2 separate regions of the Zea mays genome follow, and region 2 is linked to region 1. Evidence: chromatin contacts called from public Hi-C data. All regions are on one chromosome and are shown on one strand. The core of a region is the stretch at or near the end of the contact, and the rest is flanking DNA. Distances in the headings are between cores, read along the strand shown.

Evidence for each region. Hi-C and Micro-C count contacts between places; a contact is called where the count stands out from the background.
Region 2: a Hi-C map of leaf shows a contact between it and region 1, with 4 times the contacts expected there. The contact joins the promoter of LOC100191155 here to the promoter of LOC103626591 in region 1. A contact is called at or near these places in 14 of 25 Hi-C or Micro-C datasets (bundle sheath, ear, endosperm and 5 more) and 1 of 3 datasets of contacts at active chromatin or transcription factors (seedling).

The regions. Positions count from the first base shown.
Region 1 is chr5:78,302,810-78,309,900 of Zm-B73-REFERENCE-NAM-5.0, reverse strand. It overlaps LOC103626591 (phosphopantetheine adenylyltransferase-like), which reads right to left and starts at 5,753. Exons shown (of 6, transcript NM_001329681.1): 1 at 5,488-5,753; 2 at 5,137-5,208; 3 at 3,895-3,954; 4 at 3,640-3,734; 5 at 3,490-3,559; 6 at 3,082-3,409. The coding sequence starts at 5,688. The coding sequence ends at 3,236. It overlaps LOC100191344, which reads right to left. Exons shown (of 4, transcript NM_001136778.1): 4 at 6,450-6,895. The coding sequence ends at 6,634. It overlaps LOC111589359 (small nucleolar RNA SNORD14), which reads left to right and starts at 2,412; the gene lies at 2,412-2,530. It overlaps LOC111589363 (small nucleolar RNA SNORD14), which reads left to right and starts at 2,248; the gene lies at 2,248-2,368. It also overlaps LOC111589361, LOC111589362, LOC111589464, LOC111589431, LOC111589442 and LOC111589438.
Region 2 is chr5:78,717,248-78,724,954 of Zm-B73-REFERENCE-NAM-5.0, reverse strand. It overlaps LOC100191155, which reads left to right and starts at 5,447. Exons shown (of 6, transcript NM_001136591.1): 1 at 5,447-5,691; 2 at 5,776-5,852; 3 at 5,946-6,016; 4 at 6,116-6,622; 5 at 7,056-7,146. The coding sequence starts at 5,520. LOC103626594 reads right to left here and starts at 5,364. Exons shown (of 8, transcript XM_008647003.4): 1 at 4,642-5,364; 2 at 4,419-4,544; 3 at 4,128-4,325; 4 at 2,278-2,505; 5 at 966-2,108; 6 at 1-332. The coding sequence starts at 5,151.

The DNA of each region.
Region 1 (7,091 bases), core at 4,504-7,003:
GGCTTTCGGCTAGGCGGGCTAAACAGTGAAAAAGAACCGGTGGCCCAGGCTTATTTTAGAGTCCATGGCTCGCTTACTTGCTTTGACATGTACCGGCCCAATTCAGCTCAGCCCAACTCAATCCGACACCCTCGTCTTTATAACTCGGCCGTGGCCGCGCCGCATTCTCAGCGCTCACCTGGCTCGCTACTCGCTAGGGTTCAATCCTTGCGCCGCCGCCACCTACTCGAGCCCTCGCGCTAGCCCCCTACGCCACCTAGCCGTTCGCCGTGCGTCGAGTCCTCCCAGCCGCCTCCCGCTCGTCGCGACCTGCAGGCCTCGGTCATCCGGCGGTGTTCTTCCGGCCTTTCGTACTGTCGCTCATGAATCCCGTTCTGTCGTGAATTTGCATGCAGTAGCTTGAACTAGAATGCCTGCGAATTAGTCTGCCTTCTGTTTTTATTCATCGGAGCCAGGTTACGATATGGTGGTAGTAGCTGTGATGAGCACTGCTTTCTTCTGACACCTCTTGTATGAGCAGGGACTTTGTTCCCTCCGTTGAGCAGATTCAGCAACTCTCTGAGCTCCTCCCTCGCATTTTTTCTGAGCTAACCTGGCCATTTGCTCCGTCATTTAGCATTTTATTACGAGTTTGTGAGATCGTAGGTCTTTACTTTTTCTCAGATGACGCCGACTGTGCTGTGACGAGCTACTCCTTATTTCTGACACCTTGTGAGCCTTGAGCAGATTAGCAACTCTCTGGATCGTCAATTTCGTTTGCTATTCTTGATATGCCCTTTGTTCAATTAGTGAATTTGCATTCGTCAATCTGACTAGTGACTTACATGAATCCTTTTCGTTTGGCATCAGAGGATGAAAGCTTGAAACAATCTTAGGACACCTTCTGACACAGCGCGTTACATCACGTTGTGAATGAGAAGGCAATTCTTTTCTGATGATGCTGTGCTTCAATATGTTACAAATCACATGTTTTTGGATTATTTGTTGTCTACTTTTGTTTGTGGGTTGGGAGCATGTGCGCTATTTCTTTCACCCATATTTCATTTTTTTTATGATGATGTGTTGATGTAGTTATCCTTCAATTTGCCGCCTGTTTTAGTTGTGATAACTTGATAGAAAATTGCCTAGCTTCCTGATGATTAACCTGTTAACCAATGAAATCAGCTACATTTGCAATTTGTTTTGAACTAGATTTGTAATGGCATTTAATCCTAGAATTGCATTCACCTAGATTTGCTGTGTTTAGATTCTTCTGTGCAGTTCTAGGGAATGTTTGTTTTAGTTTCCTGAATCTGCCATGAGAGTAGTTTGGCTATGTTGTCCCAGTGAAGATCCCAAGACCTACCGATAGGAAGTGCCGTTTGACACTGCAAACAGCAGCTGCCTCTCTCAGCTGCAGGTGTTCCATCCTTTGACCATAACCTTTGTGGTTTGGTCAGGCTGGAGCTCCCATCTGCAGCTGTTTGTTTCAGCTGTGGTGTGTGATTTTAATCGGGTCTCTGAGGGACTGTACTAAATCTGCTGTTATGTATGATTTCATTATCTTGATGTCAATGCTGAAGTAGTTTGGGCCTGATGCCACGTCTCTGGTAGCCACGAGCATTGACCGGAGATGCTATGATTAGGCCGATACAAAGGTGTTTCAATGTTTCACATGTCGATAGGAACCTGGGGACGGCTTCTATCTGTCCACAGAGCCGTTTTCTGTGATTACAGTCATTGCTTTACTATAATTATTGTTAGTGCTTTGCCTTCAGCTCATTTTGTTCCGTATATTTGTTATGCATATGGCAATGATGTTGAAGTTAAAGGCTTGTTTCTCAACATTCGCAGTAGCCGCCTAAGAGCTTTCGCCCTGCCAGGCTTGAGAGCTTGTGCTGTTTAATCCTTCCTTGGATGTCTGAGCCATACCTGTTCTTGTCCAGCTCATGATTTTGTCAGTACGTTCTGTATTATCTTGCTGTTTTATTAGCTGTTGTGCATTGCAAGTGATGATGAAGTCAAGGCTTGTTTCTCTACATTCGCAGTTGCCGCCTAAGAGCTTTCGCCCTGCCAGGCTTGAGAGCTAGTGCTGCCAAATCCTTCCTTGGATGTCTGATGCAATGCAATACCTATGTTTGATACTTGTATTTAGCTTGTGCTGTTTAATCCTTCCTTGGATGTCTGAGACATACCTGTTCTTGTCCAGCTCATGATTTTTTTCCAGTACATTCTGTATATCCTGCTGTTTTATTAGCTGTTGTGCATTGCAAGTGATGACAAAATCAAGGCTTGTTTCTCTACATTCGCAGTTGCCGCCTAAGAGCTTTCGCCCTGCCAGGCTTGAGAGCTAGTGCTGCCCCATATCCTTCCTTGGATGTCTGACACAATGCAATACCTATGTTTGATACTTGTTATTTCTGATAATGGGTGCCCTATGATGACAAAATCAAGGCTTGTTTCTCTACATTCGCAGTTGCCGCCTAAGAGCTTTCGCCCTGCCAGGCTTGAGAGCTAATGCTGCAGAATCCTTCCTTGGATGTCTGAGGGCCGCCACAAAAAGTACTGAACTGCTGTCTTTTGCTATGCTTGTAAGATCATCATCCAGAATTTCCCAACTGTTTCTAGCGCACCTCCAGTTTATTGCCTGTGTGAAGCAAAAGGAGCATCCAAATCGTCTTGGTCATGGGTCTGTAGTTTATAGTTACGGCTGGTTGATTGCAATGTTGTGCAAACGCTAATGTATTTTTAACAGTGATTGATTTGTTTTTTAATGGTCAATGAATCAAGTCTCAAGAATCCGTCCTGATTTGTATAAGTTTCATCAATTTGAAGAAATGTGATGACCTGACTCAAATTCTGATTTGTAAGTTTCATAGATCTAAAGATGCTTCATAGATCTGAAGATCTAAGCATGAGCGTGGTACAACTAAGGCTTTGTTCGTTTGTTTCGGGTGATTGCATCCGGAATCGTTTCAGCTAATCAAAGTTTATATAAATCAGAGAAACAATTCGGTTAGAAATCGTTCCGACCCACCAATCCGGCACAAACGAACAAGGTCTAAAGTTGCAAAGGCTGGCTGCATATTTTTTCTTGGTAGAATATCCTTCGGTCTAAATATGTGAAGAAACTGGAACTTTTCTGTATTGATCAGTCCATGTTTGGGCACAGAAGCACTGTGCCTTTGTATGTGATGGAAGTAGAGAGCTCAAAGTTTAATGTATTTTTTGTTAAAGTACGAACTTCGGTTCATTACTATGCTCCATGTGACTGAACCGCTATGTTTTGCACCCCAACCGGAGTGCCTACTGCTGTATCATCTTGTTTATTCTGTTGCTGCAGCGCCCTCTCGGCTTCCATCTTTCTGAATGCCGTGGAACTTATCTTGTCCCCCGTCGACTCCTCTGGCACCAGCTCTATCACCTCGATCTGCAAGATTTTAATAAACCACATGAGGGTTAGTTTCCCTCTCTCTCACTCTATAATAAAAACAACCATTGCAACCAAACCTGCAACTGAGTGAGCCCTCTCTCTGCTCTCTTCCTGTTGACAGCGTGTCCTCCCGGCAACGTCTCCTTGCTGCTCCAAGGTTCGCATACGATCAGCACCACTACTAAAGAGTAGACGGAGGGAGGGGGCAAAGCAAGAGCATCCCCGACCTGACAATGATGGCCTCAAGGCCTTGGTCAACGATGGATGGGCCGAAAGGGTCGACGATGGGCTCCACACGAACATCAAGGTCGGGCTTTATGAACTGCAGATGGAAAGAGCAGAGTTTTTTTTTGTCAAGTTGGAGCGAGGCAGCTGCATCATACGTACTACTTTGTTTCATCTAATATATAAGTTTTAATCGTCATTTAATTAAGGGTGCCTGTTGCTCATGTGCACGGGATTTACTGGAACAGGAGGATTACCTTAATATAATCCATGGCATTCTGCATCCGCTTCTCGATCGGTTGTATCAGGTCGGCGTACTGCAGGGAACAAAAGCAAAGCAGCCAAAGGGGAAAAGACGGCATCAAACTTCTCTACTACATAAGCAAAGTCAGTCTTTAGATTCTTCAGCTCACTTCTCTACGCCATGACCACCAATATGCAGCTCACATGCACATTTTGTAGACGGGGATATGCTGTTCCATTCAACCAGTGGTTAGTGGCTGACCGCCCAACCTACTAGACTCTATTCCCCCTACCAAACCTTTCAAATCTGAAAAAAAAACCTTTGAAATCTGGAACCCTGTCCATGTTCAATGAACCTGCATACGACCGTGAACCAGTAGTATGGTTTCCCACCACCTGAAACGCTAAACCCGGCCATTGTTCGATGATCATGACATGGGGCCATTATTTGGTGATCATGACATGGTTTTAGTGTTTGATGTCGACCTATTCCTGTGGACTGTGGTGCCTCTCAGCCGTCTCTGATTGCGCTAGATTACCACCACTCGTCAGCCCATACCCCCATTGGTTCGGTCCCATTGCGGTTGCGCTATAATTAGGGGGGCTGTTTGGATGCTAAGAATTAGCCACCTAATCTGCTAAAAGTAGCCAATAACCAAACTATTAGCTGCGTTCAACTAATTTTAGCAGCTAACTGTTAACTGTAGTGCATTTGAACACCGGTGTTTAGATGCAGAGATAATAGTTCTTTGATAAAAAAATTATTAGTCGAATTAGCTAGTTTGCTAAAGAAAAGCTAATAGTTAAACTACTAGCTAGACTGTTTAGATGTCTTTGATTAATTTTAACAGCTACTCTAGTGCATCCAAACATGGTAGCATAGTTTGAGACCGCAAGCCATCCTACCTACCTCCGTTCAAAGTTCCAAATCGAGGCTACAGACTTGAGACGGCTTGGCTTGCAATTTGAAAGGGAGCGGCCGAGCGAGCATGCGTTGATGGGGATCACATGTGGAACATGCAGCTGGGGCGTGTGTGTGGGTTGAGACGTCTGACGTCCCGGGATTTTAAAAAGCCTGACGTTGCTGTGGCATCCGCTGCGCGGCATGCAGGGACGCGATGGTCGGGGTTTGTTTTAGCGTGGAATAAGCAATGGCGTGATCGGGCTCTATGCAAGCGTGCTTGCGTCGATCGGGTTTGGATTAGAAGCGAGAGTGTATTGTCGGATGCATCCGGCCAGTTGGCGCGAAAGCTGACCTGTTTCTTGGCGAGCATGGGGCCGTCGCAGACGCCGACCACGATCCTCTCCCTCGCCAGCTCCGCTGCCGCCTGCCACAACGTGGATTCTTTATATGTTTTCGGAAGAGAAAGGGGGACGAACCGAGGAAACGGGAAAATCATCGTTGTTAGGAATAGATTAGTAAAAACCAGAATAAACAAACACACACACACAAAAAGAAAGAAAGAAAAGAAAGGAGGGGAATCGAAGGATCAGCTGAAGTTTCAACGCTTCGAACACACACAAACGCGCACACGCAGGCAGCGAAAGAGACGACGACGATTGGACTGTTATGCCCAAGAGTGGAGACCTTGTTGCCCGTACCGTACCTTCAGGAAGAGATGGTGGCCCTGGTGCAGGCGGTCGAAGGTGCCGCCGATCACGACGGCCGCGTAGCCGGCCGGTGGCTGCCGTCTGCCCCCGGCCTCCTCCTTCACGGCGCCTTCGCCGATGACGCTGGCGGAGGCGTCAGCCACCGTGCCCACGGCCGGCCCTTTCTCCACCGCTCCTGACCCCTCCTCCATGGCCATGGCGCGCTCCGGCCGAACAAACAGGCGCGCGGCCGGGTTTTTGGCTGGTTGGTCAGTGGCGTCGCGGCCTCGCGGGTGCGTGCGCCTGGTTTTGAGGCTGCTCTCCTCCTACTCCTGAGTCCTGACCTGTCCGCCTGTTCACTGATAGGTGGGTCCGGTTCAGCCTACAAAGGGCCTCGTCCTACTTGTCCTCGGTAACAGAGCCACGACTACACGCCAGCCTCGACCTTGACGGGGCTACCGGCCAGAGTGACTATGTGTTCTAAATTTTACAATATAAGATAGTGACAATGTGTTCTAAATTTTACAATATAAGATATAAAATTAAATCAGATTAAAATCGAGAACTATTTATATTTATTTTTAAATTAAAAATTATTTAGAGTTCTACTATTTTACAAAGAAGCATTTAAATCCAATCCATTATCACTCCTAGCTAAGCGGCTACCTAGTGGTGCTATGCAGCTTGAGGTCAAGAAGGCGATGCACGCACAGACGCACTAGACCTAGCAGTGGCAGGGAGTAGAGATGGAACACGATTCTCGTATAGAATAGAACAGCGAGACATGGAATCGCGCACCCCGGTACCGGTTCGTTCCACTGCGAGCCGGGATGGATGCAGCGTGCTCCACCACAGTGGCATACCACACCCATCCATACTCAAAAGCGCTGTACAATGGCTGCGAGCCGGGAGTGTTCGGCCGCTCAGCCCAGCGCAGCAGCGCTGCCACGGCTGCGGAATCGCTGTACAATGGCTGCCTCACAGCGCTGCAACCAGCCAGCGAACAGGCTCAAACAAAGCAAGCATACAGTATCTCAATAACCTCAGGCAAACATCTTTGGGAGCCTACCATCAGATTTTCTGAGTGGCAAAGAAACACCTATCCATTCTCAGAACAGAGTAACAGACCAAACACAGATAGATTCGACGGCCCTGCCTGTTGGTCATGACACCTCGACCGTGGAGCAGACCTTGAGGAACTCGTCGATCTTGGCGGAGTACACGTGGGGGAAGCTCCGGTAGTGGTCCACGTGCGGCGACGAGACGAAGTCGTGGGCGAACACGCTGCGCCCGAGGGACCTCTGCGACTCCACGAAGCGCTCCACGCACTCCGCCGGGATGACTCGGTCGGCCGAGCTGTACAGGTAGAACTGCGGGCAAGGAGGCTGCTGCTCTGAAAGCACCGAGAGAACCTTGCACAGCCGCCTGCAACAGTGTCAGATAGCGGAACAGGCGAACGGCGTACAGTAGTAGATCTGGGGAAAAGAAGATAAGGTCTACAGCTACAGTACAGGAATGCTTAACAGGAGAAGCAAGAAATGGATTCCATGAGTTTGACCCAGAGCCTGGGTTGGATACAGCCAGCTAAGGACTTGTTCGGTTATTCCCAATACACATGGAT
Region 2 (7,707 bases), core at 4,198-6,697, 420 kb before region 1:
GATGCATGAGGCAAAATAGAGAGGAAAGTCTGGACAAGAACATCCATAAACTCTAGGGAAACTTCCTCATTGGGATCCTCTGAACCATCCTCGTCAGATTCCTCAAAACCATCCTCATCAGACTCCTGTGAACCGTGTTCAGCGGATTCTTGTGCACTCGAGTTATCACCTTGAGCAATGACAGGAAAGGATTTCTTGCAACATATAGTCACATCAACTGCAGCCTCCCAATACTCATCCGGATGGAGAAGAACTTGTAGCAGTAACTGTATAAGGAGATAACGCATTGCATGCATCTTAGTAGACTCCAATCCAGGACCAGTTTTTCTCTCCTATCCACAGAGAAAAAAAACCATAAAAATTAGATGGCAAACAGAGAAAAATATATGGTACAAAAATACAACACTAGTTCTAAATAAGCACCAGTTCTTGTTCTATTTTCACCCCATTTAAATAAGCAACACAAAAGAACCCATTCAAACACAGTCCATAATTCAATTGCCAGATAATAAAAAACAAATAAAATTACTACTACAACTTGGTGAAGCTGCAATCAGGTCTTACTGCATTGAAGCATATCAGCTGTAATGATACATGTGTTGTACCACAGCAGTTCAAACATGCAGGAGCTTCAGTGCACATGCTTTTGTTTTAGTATGTTCAAGCGAAGTCCTGCATACTCAGTTACTCACATAGTTAGACTATACATCCTAACACTAGTAAATCTCTGGCTCCACAGCAATAATCATTGAGCACACTGTATGAAGCTTAGATTCTACTTTAATAATTCATTCAACCAGATAACTTGGACATTTTTAGTATGGACAAGCGTGTACAAAATCAGGAAGAGCATCTGTGGTCCCTAAAGTAAAAAATCTACTTAGCAAGATCGTCTTGTAACCAACCATAAAAGAAAAACATAAAGCATAGTTTTTTAATAAGATAGAACACAAACAATTACAAACCTCGTGGAAAAGCATTGATTCTACTGCCATCAATTTCTTGAATGCGTTATCATCGTGGCCACTCAAGATCCTGAAGAGGGAGACTGAGGGGATGTTGCATACGGTGTTAATGAAACACATAAGGTAGTAGCCTAAGTCATTGGATTTGACCTCATTAGGAACATGTAAAGATGCATCCTTTTGTGCATCTTCCAGCAAGAATTGAAGTCGTTCTATGCATTCTTTACGTAGCGATGTGGATATGGGATTCTTTGGCCATTTGAACTTCTCTTGCAACTCAAATGATGTAACCTCAGTTCCTAAAGATGCTGAGAACAGACCTTGGACAGCAAGGAATTTTAATATTTCCGTTTGCACTTGAAACTTTTCTTCAATGCACCTAGCCATTTCAGAATCTGAATTCCCTTTAGAAGTAAGCTTTAAATTTTTTAGAACACAAGAAATTGTATTCACCACCCAGCTCTTCAGAAGATCAGCATTCCCTTGGCTAAAAAGGTCCTGCTCTTCAGTTGGGCCATTTTCTGAATTATCATCAGTTGTCTGACTTTGATCAGATGGTTCGTCTGTAACAGATTCTTCATCCACGAATAGGGCCATCAAATTTTGCACAAGATACAAACAATCTTCAACATTATGGAATTTGAGAAGCAGCTCTTTAACAGTTTTTGTTTTTGTCATGGAGTCAAATCTTCCACCACTGTATTTCTGTAAGTTGATAATGACAGCAGCACACCGATCATTGTCATGACTTGCAACACTCATTAACTCTTTCAGAAAATGTTTGCCGGCATTATACAACCATGAAGATTCATTTGACAAAATATCCATCAAACCCTGAACAACTTTGCTGGACAGTACTACTTGGATAGCTGAAGGAGACAATTTTGGGAGGAGGCTAACAAGTATACTAAATGCTAAATGTTTTCTGTCATGAGAGGAGAGCAGCAAAGATCCTTCAATTATAACCTCACAGAAATTACGTAGATTCCTTCTGTTATCCTCACAGGAGCTGGCTTTCTTATTCTTTTTGTGCTTCTTGCCAGAACTGGTGCTAATATCATGCTGAGATGTTGCTTCTCGAACAAGCATCTCCGTGATGACAAGCCATAAACTATGAATACGTGGAAGACAAAAGGAAGATTCCTGAACACGTTAAATCAAACCAAAAGATCAGCACCAAAATGACACATAACATAGGACACTTTAATAACAATGTGAGAAACACAGGTTACAAAGAACACTGGGATGAGTTTGAGTGGTAGCAAAATTTGAGATTATTTATGCTCATTTATACTATCAGTGAGAACAGTACCTTAAAACAAGCAGCAATGGATCTAAGATGTTGTTCGGCAAAAAAATTGTCCGAGCTGAATGGATAAGGCAGGAGCTTCCCAAATATCTCCTTCTGGACAATAGTTCTCTCTTGCAACTTCAAAGCTAGAAAGAGTGCATCTGGATCTCCAACCTCAGCAGCTTTGTTAAACCAATCTTGAACACCAGGAACTTCAAGAACCTCAGATAGTATGGCTTCATCAGGCAGCTACAACAAAAGATAGGTTAGCAGATACCAAATAAACCAAGTGGCAAAATAACGGTCAGTGTTATTAAAACTACGTTTAAACGATGTTTAAAGTAAGTTTAAACGTCAAAACTCTAATTAGAGGTTGAAACCACGTTTTGGCGTTCTAAACTGTAAAACGCAGTGTTTTATGCATTTTAGACCATTAGCTACTTTTGGGTCCAGTCTATTAGTTACTTTTGAGGTTCAATCTAGCTCATGGGTGAAGTTTTGGTAGGCCACTAATCTCTCTATTTTGGTATTTAACTTCATATTATTGTCTGAAATTATGATGTATTGGTATTTTTCCTGTGTTGTTTAAAACTACGTTTAAACAAAGTTTAAACGTTTAAAAGTCAAATTTTGATCCATGAGCGTTCCAACATTTTACCGTTTTAATAACCTTGATAACGGTACTACTACAAATGTGCCACTGGCCACTGCAAATGTATGAGGATTCACTTGACATCTTGTTCATGATTCCTTTTTTCCATAATGTTGCAACTTGCAACTTCTAAATAATTAACTAATACAATGCTAACATAACAACTGCCATAACCATGCAGTCCATGCTCATATAGAGCTATTAATAATCTCTTCTGTCACAACAATACCCATTAGAAAAAGGCAAATAAAAATGTAACTCGTGATAAGGATACCATGAAAGCTCCTACCAACAAAAAATGTATTGTAAAGCAAGTCGCTGCAAAGGAATATTTATTAAAGCAGATTTTAAAATATAATAAACTGTCAAAATTTATTGTTATGAACAAGAGATTGCCTATAATTGTGCCATATGAAAACAGTACTAGTTCCGGTGCGTTGCGACAGCACACAATCATATTTGATGAGTGATTCTGGCAATCCAAATTGGGCTAAACACCTTTAGTACGATACCATCCACAGGCCAAACCTTCCACACAAAAAAAGGGTTTACTAACTATAATTGTGTCATATGAAAAGAGTACTAGTATATTTTTCATGCAAGTACTTCAAAATTTAACATTTTTATAACAACAAATGCTTATAAGTAATGGCCAAATATAATTCAGATCATGTCCGCATCAATACAAGTATAAAACAACAGAGGTAGTATGATAGTAACATTTTATTTGTCTCCACTGCTTTGCGCATGGGCCCTAACTTCAGTCTCTTTAATTTTGTTTTCCTCCGTCATTGTTCTTTTTGCTTTTGTGAAATATTTGGACACATCCAACTGTGGTACTAGGACAACAAGATGTCATCTTCAAGTGAAAAATTAGCACTTCTATCAGACGGATAGGGTAAAACTACACCTCATATTCATACATACATATAGTCCAACAAAATTATTTGCTTCAAGTCTGCAATTATTTTGTTAATTAGCTACTCCGTTCGTTTTTATATAACACTGGTAAGATCACTAATTAATTAAAATAACTTGATTCAAAAAAAAGAACGGGGAATACATAACATGAAATTAACAATGATAAATATATAAAAAACTGCACGTTTCTATCACTGGCAGCGGCGCAAAAAGTTTAATCCTAACATTATATGCATCACACTATAATAAAAGAGTATCACGTGTTAAAGCCGTATCAGTGTGTGCTTGAAAGATGTACCTTCCTGACTAAATCCAGAATCACAGCAACTGCAGGCTCCGTCAAATATCGTTTCTTGCCACCGAGTTCTACAACCACACTCACAAATTCCTTAACAATGGGTGAGCTTTTGTCACGTGACCACTGTCGTGACACACGACCAGACCTCTCAATTGCTCCAAATCCAAACAGGCGCCCCAAAAGATTGTCCTTAGCTTCCTAAACAGAAACGTAAGTTGCCATCAAAACAGGAAAGAGACATGTTGATAGCCATAATGAGTACTGAGTAGTGACATTAGTTTTTCAATTTACCGGTCCCTTCATAGAAGATGAATGTTCCAATAAATTAGGGATCAACTTCATAATTGCTTCCACCTTGATTGCCCGAATCGATTCGAGGACAGCGGCAAGACCCAAAGCAAATCCTTGCCTTGCATACTGCAAACAAATTTCCGAAGTTAATAGAGTAAAGCAGATCGTGACATCAGCCAACTCAAACTAAGCTTGTCCTGAACTCATGGAAAAACATTTCTACCTCTCTAGAAGAAGAGATGCCACGAATAAGCCGCCGGATGGCGTAACGCACTGATGGGGCGCAGTTATCCAGCCCGTCGTCCTTCTCAGCCTCCATCTGCGTATCCCCATCACCAGCATCCCTCTCCCCATTCCGCGCGCTCTTCTCGTACGCCTTCTGCACTTGCCGGAGCTCCACCACCAGCGCCTCGGCTGCAGCCTCTCTAACCGATGCCTCTGGTGATGCCAGGTCTCTGAACACGTTCATGTGCAGTCCCGGTCCCACAGCCACCGGAGCGGCCGGGGGATTCACAGGAGCCGCAGACTCCGCTGCCGGCGGCTGGGGCTTGGCAAATTCGGCCGACTGGCGGTGGCGCTCCTTATCCATCTCCTTCCGCTCCTTCTTCCGCTCCATGGCCAGCTTCTTCTTCGCCGGCGCCTCCGCAGCTGCAGCCTCATTCCGGATAGCGTCCGAGGCAGGCACCGCCTCCAGAACCGCGCGATCAGTCTGGGTCCGTTTTTTCCCGGCCATCGGAGCTCCCTCGCCGCGATGCTTACCACAGAGTCGAGGCGGAGAGGCAGGGCCGTGCCTCGGAGAGTCGAGGAGAGACGGCTGGGGTTTATGCCGACACGAGACGGCGGGGGAGGCCCTTGCCTAGGGTTAGGGGTTTTCCTTCTCGACTTTTTTCCTGCTTTTTTTTTCTGCGCGGACGTTGGTGGCTGTTAGAATTTTGCAAGTGGGCCTAGTCAGTTTAGAGGCCCATGATCAGCCCATTAATAATCTTGTCGTCCTTGTGACACGTGGGCCCTGTCCAGACGCGTGGTGGCACCGCGGAGGGGGCAGACAGAGAGTAAAGGAGGCAAGTAGGCGACTCCGGCGAGAGAAGTGCGGGTGCGGCCATGGCGGACAAGCCGAGCCGCGCGCTGGTCGTCTACGCCGCCGGCCACGCCGCGGCGCTCATCCCCCCGCCGGGCTCCGCAGCCGCGGGGAGCCACCTCGACGCGTTCGCCTCCCGCGCCTGCTGCGGCCTTCTCACCCTACGCTCCCCGCCGACTTCCCATCCTACGACCGGTACTAATCCATCGGACTTCACCTCCCGTCATCTTTGTCACTTGTCGCCGCTCAGTTCGTAGTTCTGTGCTGTGATACGCCTAGGCACCGAGGATAATAGCAGCACGATTTTGGAACTGGCGCAGCTGCTCGACGTTTACGATCATCTCTACCCCGGAAAGGTGAGATCTTGCTTCCCATTTGTGTTGGAATGGAGTGATTGCTCGAGAAAGTAAGAGATGTATGTAATAGTGCTTGAACTTGTTACATTTTAGAATGAGGAAAGTGGTCAAGAAGTTGCCCAAGTGGATCCACAGGAGCTCGTGGTTCCCAAGCTGTTTGAGAGGTGGGTACTAACTGGATGCATGTGCCATCCATGTGCTTTACAAGATGTTAATTAATCTTGTAAGAGTACTAACCAGTTGTAGCTGCCCTGAAATTTCAGGTTTATGGGCCTGAGAGCTGCCTTGGTCACCAGTTGCCCCCATGTCAGCTCCTTCGCAGCGAATCTTGGTTTCCATGTTTTTAAAACCAATGATTTTGCCCCACAATCTGGCTCGTCCAGCATTACTAAAGAGGATGGATTAATCAAAAGAGCATTTGATCTGCTAGGATTCTCGGATGGGGATGTGCAGGAAACATCTGAATTCGATCTAGTCTTCATGCATGTTGCCATGGAGAACACAAGCAGCAAGTTAGGAAAGTTAGGAATGAAGACAGATATCAATCGGCTCGACAAATTAGTTGGTGCAGTCTTGGAATCTGCGCCTGTTGGTTCAGCTATTGCTTCGCGTATTCATGTATCTGTGATTTTGAGCTATGGGTCTGCTTCTGGAAATAAGGATGAGTTTTCCCTTTTAACCTCTTCAACCGAAACAGATTCAGACTTGAATCTACTGCGTCCACGCCAGAGCTACACAATGAAAACAGGGCGTACATTAGATGATGTCAGGTAGATGTTTCCCTTCACCTTGATCACTGGCAAATAAAAATGAATATGCAACAAGTTAAGCCACCTGGAGCAATCTCTCTAGTCTAATTGATGAAAATGCACTTCATTCTTTTGATTTTTTTAGAGCCCAAAATAAGACTATTCGAGTTTGTATCGATCCATCCTGGAAATCAATATAATTATTACTCCCTCCGTACCAAATTATAAGATTTTTTGGCTTCTATAAATACATAGCAGTTGTTATGCACTTAGATATACATTATGTCTAGATACAAAGTGAAAGGAATGTATCTAGAAAAAACAAAATGTCTTATAATTTGGAATGGAGGAAGTACTTATTAAGATTTCATAAGAGGAATAGAAGTACATATATAGATTTTCTCACTACAATGTTGTGAGGCTCACACAGATTTGTTTGCTGCTTGCTGTGCAGACTTCATCATCCAATTTTGCTGGCACAGTGGCAGGACGGAGTAACACGTGTTGATTTGGCTAAAGGGTTCTCTTTTGAGGAGTTTATGAAGGTGAGCTAGATCTATGCTTCTTATTATGTATAGCTGAAACTTGTACTCCGTGCTGCAGAAGATATGGTTTTTCTAATCTTGTGATCTTGGCCCTTTGTTGTGTTAGATGTTTACAGTTCAACTTAATCATCAAAGTTATCCTTTCTTATTTAGGTGTTGGGCCAGCAATAGAAAGAATGTGTATAGGCTAATGTTGCTGAACTGAAATTAAACATGATATGTATGTTCACACTGATTCCTTGAAGGGTAGACACGTCCCTGTCGTGATATACTCAGCTCGTCACACCGGCGATTCTGAATCCTTGTTTTAAGATATGGTCGACTTGGTCGTACCTTGTAAAAGGTTTAGGGCAGTGGGTAGATAACAGTTATATGATGATTGATGGGTTCTCCCTTCTGAAGTGGGCTATCATATTGTCTGTGCACATCACAAGCTGCACCACAAGAATTATCAAAACTGGTGATTCAGGGTGTTACCAATTTAGGGGGGGGGGGTATAAAAGCTTGATATGTACCATAGGCATCATGCAAGATCTGTGCAGTTTTGCTGTGTGCATTGCC